Regions from separate parts of the Pan troglodytes genome. Here region 1 is linked to region 2. Evidence: chromatin contacts called from public HiChIP or PLAC-seq data. All regions are on one chromosome and are shown on one strand. Each heading gives the region's core, a stretch centred on a gene start, on an enhancer-like site or on the middle of the called end of the contact. The rest is flanking DNA. Distances are from core to core; before and after follow the strand shown. Region 1 holds the start of CEMIP2 (cell migration inducing hyaluronidase 2). Region 2 holds the start of TRPM3 (transient receptor potential cation channel subfamily M member 3).

Region 1 (3,092 bases), core at 94-2,593, 320 kb before region 2:
ACAGGCCTCCTATGCTGCAACATATCACCCAAACTCGGTGTAGCTTACAACTGAAGTTTATTCTTTCACACTTCTGGAAGCAGAAGACCGTGCTCAGGTTCACTGGGCCAAAATCAAGGTGTCAGCAGGATCTTGCTCACTTCAGAGGTTCTAGGGGAGAATCCTTGCCTCTGTGCTGGCATTCCTTGACTTGTGGAGGCATCACTTCAATCTCTGCCTCCACAGTGGCCAGCCCTCCTCTGTGTGTGCTAACCACCCCCTTTCCCCTTATGAAAGTACATGTGACTGCAGTTAGGACCCATCTTGATCATCCAGAATAATCTCCCCAACTCAAGAAGACCCTTAATTGAATCACACATGTGAAGGCTCTGCTTCTGTCTATGTAAGGTAATATGCACAAGTTCCAGGACTTAGAACCTGTTATTTCTGGGGAGGGAACATTTTTCAGCCTAGCACACGGGATAACACAGTTTCTATCTTTATTAAGCACAATCCAAAACACCTTTGGACCATGAAAACAGTCTTTTGTCCCTTCCATCTTGTTATTCAAAACTATCTTCCTTATTTTAAAAGCCTTTCCTCCCTGCCTCTCCCAGAAGGGACAGCGGCTCCCAAAGGCAGCTGGGTGAAGTTTCTGTAAGATCTCAGCACTAGATCGCGCTGCTGTTTTGGAGGCATCTTTCCAAGGCTTTAATTAGAGGATGCATTCTAGCCCTGTTTCCCAAACTTACATATTCCAGATACCTCTGATTCAGTAGATTGGGCGATGTCTGGCAATCCAATTTTTTCTAAGTGCCCCAGGGGATTCTTATCATCAGCCAAGATTTGGAAACAGTAATTTCTTATACAAAGCCCTGAACTAATACCCTTGAAATAGGGGATTCCCCTTCACTGCCGGGTGTGTCGCGGTTACATGACTGAGTTTGTTGAGGGAGGAGGAATGAACAACCCTGAAAACTAAACTATCCTACCTGTATATTATTCACTGAAAGAGTTTCCTGGAGGGAAAACTTCCAATTCCAATTAAATCGAGGATGACGACGGCCCGGATTTGGCAGTCCTGCCGCTGTCACTAGCTTGGGACCTCGTGGGTCTGAGTGATCCAGCCCGGGCCGCGCCCTCACCCAGAGCCAAGGCTGTGAGAGCAGCTCCAGCGAGGGGGCAGGGTGGCGGCGGCAGGGCTGCTTCAGGGCCGGTGCCGGTGTCCTCAGAGCGGCGTTTTGGCACTGGGGTGGGCCGGGGCGTGGCTTTCGGCGCCACCTCTGCAAGCGGCCGCCACTCCAGAGTGGCGCAGGTAGGGGGCGTGGGAAGACCTAAGTATATTTATTCCGGCCTGCGAGCGGGATGCTGGGGTTGCTCCAAGGGACCAGAAGAGCTGCCCTGTGTCCCAGAGCAGGCTGGTTCTTCTGACAGCGCTGAGAACCTGGAGCTCGCGCCTGGCCAGGTGGGGGCTATGACTGGACGCTCAGAACATTTGTGGGAGTGTGGAAATCTCTTTACGGGTGATGGGGCTCAAAGTCTGACGCAGCCGAGGGTTGATGGGGTGCAGTCACGCTCAGCCAGGGGACTTTGGGGGCGCAGTGTCAGGCTCAGCCAGGGAGTGAGAGGCGCAGTACCAGCCTTATCTGGGGGTGCTGGAGGCACAGGCTCCGGTTCGGCCAGGCGGGTGTGCGCGCCCAGGAAGGGTAGGAGCCTGCAGCCGCAGCGGGGGGCGCTGGCTGGGGCTCTGCCCCGCCGGCAGTGCGCTCGGGCGCTGTTCCAGCGCGCGGCAGCTAGTGGCGCTGAGCCTCCGCTTTCGCAGCTCGCGGGGAGCGGGGCCGGCGGGAGGGGCCCGGCGGGGCCACCGCCTCCTCTGATGGCAGGCTCCTCCTCTCCCTCCGCCTCCCTCGCTCTCCACCGCCCGCCCAATCTACAGTTCCCGGCCCAGCCGAGCCGGGCTGCTTGTCTGGCCGGCGGAGGCTGAGCGCGACCCTAGCAAGCCGCGGCGCCCGCCGACCAGGGACAAGAGCGACTCCTGGGACCTCACTCTGCCCCGCGCCGCCGCCTCCTCCCCTGTTGTCGCGGGGACGCTCAGGCCCGCGCCGCCCGGGCCACGATTCTCCTCCTCTTTCTCCCGGAGGGGAAGGAACGGAGAAAGCCGAGCGGCGGCTCCGGGAGAGAGCGAGCCGAGGCCCCTGCCCCCGAGGCTCGGGGCAGGAGGAGGAGGAGGAGGAGGAGGAGGAGGAGGAGGCGGAGGCGGAGGGAAGTGCGCGTCACTCTCGGGAGGAGAGTATTTCACCTCCAGGCAGAGGCTGCGGCTGCCAGTTGAGTACGAGCGGCAGCTGCGGGCGCCGGCAATCGAGTGGCTTCCTGGCCATGGAGAGGAGATCTGGACCCGAGGACGCCAGGGACTCCTCTCCGTCTCCCTGGACCGCTGTGTAGGCACCTGAGTTAACGGACGCTAAGCGGGGTAGGGGAAGGTAAGAAGCGACTCGGTCACCCGCCCCCCCACCCGGCTCCACCTCGTTTGCTGCCCTCGGGGGCCACTGCGGGGACGCAGACCCGGGTCTCGCCCACCTTTTCTGCTCCCGGCGGCCTGGCCGGCTCCGGCGTTGGGCATTTCTGCCGAAAAGGAAAACGTCCTCCCGCCCTTCCCCCGTGCGCCTCCTTTCCCGGTTTCATCTCTGGATTGGGACTGACCCGACTCCCCAGGAGTCAGTCCTCTCTTCTTAAGAAAGGGTCCTCGGGAACGGTGTCTTGATTTCTTTCTCTCCACTCTCTCTTTTCATTACGTTTACGGGGAAGGGAACAATGGACCTTTCAAAGTCGGTGCGAACAGCCTTAAACTTTCTGGAGAGGGATGGGGTGAGGGGATAAACCCCACAGTAAGCCGATTACAGTGAAAGGTTGATGGAATGTGCTTTGCAGTCCGGGCTTCAGTGCGCGCGCGCTTGTGCGTTTGGGGTAATCTTTGTCTCCTTACAATTCCCCTGGGTTGGTGGGTCCTCCGCCCTCCGCCCCCTGCCTCTCTGTTAGCTGAGGTAAGGTGAGGCTTTAAAATCGTGTACAGCTTCCTTTAAATCTGGGGAATAGCCTTAGCCCTGGACCCTATT
Region 2 (3,110 bases), core at 55-2,554:
CCACTGCAACTCAGATTATGATTTTTACAGCTAGTGCCACAACACCAATTTTCCCACAGCATTTCTCACCCTCTCCCCTTCCCTCTTAATCCTTCTTCACCTTTGCCTCCTGGGAAGATCTGGCAATATTCAAATAGGACAGAGAATGCTTGATTTCAGAAAGAAATGAAAATACATCTGTTGCCATTGCAACAGATAAGCAACCAGACGGCCCTTTTCAACCGGGAGAGATTTTAGGCATCACTCCCTTTAATGGTGAGTAAAGCCATTGTTTTCTGGTTTTGTTAATTTGTGATGCCCCCAACTGCCCTCTCTCATTTGATCAAGGACATGTGGACAGCTCAGTCTGGTAAAATAACTGACACAAAACTCATAAGGGCCAGCCGGCTGTCCTAATGAGCAGAAGGCAAAAACATGAAAGAACAACAAGGTGCAGGGGTTACAGAATACACAACACACAGGAGCTCCACCACGAATCCGTCTCATGTCCGCCTCGCTGCTTAACCGCCCAGGGTGAGAGGGGAAACTGAATACCCCATTCCTACCCCGGAAAGAGAAATGAGTTGAGGTAAGGAGAAGTAAGAGCCTTCCCTTCCCAAGAATCCTCCTCTGCCTTACCGCCACAGTACAGGCCCTTGAAGGCCCTTAATTGCTGATGGGGATGGAGCAGCTAGAATCACCTTGGGAGCTTTTAAATATCCTGATTCCCAGGCCACAGCCAGGCCAATTAAATTAGACTCTGGGGAATATCACCATTTAAAAAAGAGAAAGAGAAAAAAGATCCAGGTAACTCCAGTGTGCAGCCAAGTCTGAGACCCAGTGGGCTAGTCTGAGCAAGCTGGAGAAGAAATAAGTGCGGCATCTGACAAGGGGATGAAGCTCCACTCTCCCCAAGGATACTTAGGAGCGAGTTGTTGTTGCAGAGAGAAGGGAAGAAAGGGAGCAGGAAGAACAAAGTTGCCCCTTCCTGTCTTTTTCTAAGTCAACTGCAGTCTCCACCCATCCAGTGCGGGTAACCTAGGCTTCCACACGCAGCTCGGGGTGGGGGGAGGTGGGTCCCCTGGTCTGGGGTACTGGGCAGGGTGAGGTGACCGCTGGGAGCGCTACCCTGCGGCGCATCAACAGCCTCAGGCGTGGGCCCTGCACTCTCCAGAGAAGGCGGCGGCTGCCGGGTGGAGAGCAATTTGGGGACGCAAAAGAAAGCTGGCTCGGGCGCAGGTGGCGCTCGCAGCCCCAGCCCACAGTTGAGCCAATCGCGGGCGCAAGCGCAGCCTGGTGGCGGCGGCGGTAACGGAGCGCGGGGCTCTGGCAGGAGCCGGCGGAGGCAAAGGCAGCGCCAACCGAGAGCCGCGCGCAGGCTGGAGGCAGACCCGCGCGCGCAGGCTGGAGGGAGACCCGCGGCGAGGAGCCAGCGAGAGCGCTCGGCGCTGGGCTGTTTCCCGGCCGAGGGAGGCGAACTTCTCATGGGGAAGAAGTGGAGGGATGCGGCGGAAATGGAGCGGGGCTGCTCCGACCGCGAGGACAACGCGGAGAGCCGCAGACGCAGCCGGAGCGCCAGCCGGGGCAGGTTTGCCGAGTCGTGGAAAAGGTTAAGTTCCAAGCAGGGGTCCACCAAACGCTCGGGACTCCCGTCGCAGCAGACGCCGGTGAGTGGCCGGGGGAGAGCCCCAGTCTTTGCTTTCTTTTCTCTCTTCGCACGCGACTTGAGCCCTTTCCATGGTGCTGAACTTGCCTCCCTAAGGGTGAGAGCCAGGGAACTTGTGGCGCCGCTTCTAATGAAAGAGAGTGCTGGGGGCTGTGAGGAAGGGCGAGAAGGAACGTCTTCCCTCCCTTCAGCAGGGGAGGGTCTCCTGACGTCTCTGGCGGCTCTGCAAAAATTGAAAACATGTTCGAGAGGCGAGGGGGCTCGCTGTTAGATCATAAGAGTTTTGCAGTTAACAGAGCGTGTGAGACGTTGTCGAGTGTATTGTGACTCCTGTGTACGTTCCCAAGGGTCTGTCTGTGCAGCATGTCGAAGGTACTCGGCCTCCGCTGAATGAGGGCGGAATAGAAAGGGCATGCCATATTTTTACTCTCTTAGCACTTGCTCTTTCCATCCCACACCCCCACTATTTTAATGGGAGCGTTTAATTGTTTGCAGGATGTCATTTGCATACAGAGAATAGCAAGAATATCCCAGGTGCTTGTAATCCTACTGCTTAACATATACAGCGTTCAGACAAGTTTTCCCATGTGTCAGCTCCTCTTCACTGTCTAATTAGTGCAATAAAAGCACTCCAGTGAAATTAATATAGGCATCATATGTGTGTAGAGAAGTGCAGTTGATAAAAAACTTTAGCTGCATTTGCATTTTTAGTATGTGAATATTATGTTTTCCTTTATCCCAGAGGGAGAGAACGCTGTTCTAGAAGAGAGTGCAAAGTCCTCCTGTTGCTCCTGGGGAAGGAGGATACACCACTCTTAACTTCCCAAACATCATTAAGAATACCAGCGTGTGTGTGTGTGTGTGTGTGTGTGTGTGTGTGTGTGTATTTGTTTTACATCCAAAGGGCTTGACAGCAGATGTTGCATATTGAAGAGACTTTGATTTAATTAAAAGAGAGAATGGTACATAAGCATTGATCCCACAGCGTGATTAATGTTACCCTGCTCTGTTTTTGGGAAGTCGTCATTGAAGGATAAAAATTAATCCCTGAAAAGTAAGATGTTTAAACATTACTTCCACAGAATGTAATATAAACATTTGAAATTTTTGGTGTGTTTATTTTGGTTGCTTGTTTACAAAAATGTTATGAAATTTCAGGTATTTTTCTCAAATACTTAATGTTTTTTGTGAGCAGGTTTTTTCATCTAAATATGGGTATAGCACCCCTAAAAAGGCAAGTGATTTTACTTCAGGTGTAGAAATATTGTTTAGAAATGTGTACTCGAAAATATTTTTTACAAAAGAATATTAATCTGAAGATAGGTTTTTCTGAAATAAATTATGTGGAAAATATAAAATTCATGACATCTGTTTTTTATCAAGTATGTGAACTAAAAATTCAATCCTCTTTTTAAGAGGAAGTCTAAGTGTTAATCTAAGGAACTTCTTATGCTGCATTTTTTAT

Evidence for each region. HiChIP or PLAC-seq counts read pairs in DNA pulled down with a chosen protein or histone mark.
Region 1: an H3K4me3 HiChIP or PLAC-seq map of stem cell-derived excitatory neurons shows a contact between it and region 2, with 4 times the contacts expected there. The contact joins the promoter of CEMIP2 here to the promoter of TRPM3 in region 2. A contact is called at or near these places in 1 of 7 Hi-C or Micro-C datasets (stem cell-derived neural progenitor cells) and 1 of 1 datasets of contacts at active chromatin or transcription factors (stem cell-derived excitatory neurons).

What each region holds. Positions count from the first base shown.
Region 1 is chr11:62,260,677-62,263,768 of NHGRI_mPanTro3-v2.0_pri, reverse strand. It overlaps CEMIP2 (cell migration inducing hyaluronidase 2), which reads left to right and starts at 1,343. Exons shown (of 24, transcript XM_009456723.5): 1 at 1,343-1,444.
Region 2 is chr11:61,936,576-61,939,685 of NHGRI_mPanTro3-v2.0_pri, reverse strand. It overlaps TRPM3 (transient receptor potential cation channel subfamily M member 3), which reads left to right and starts at 1,304. Exons shown (of 26, transcript XM_054658878.2): 1 at 1,304-1,646. The coding sequence starts at 1,464.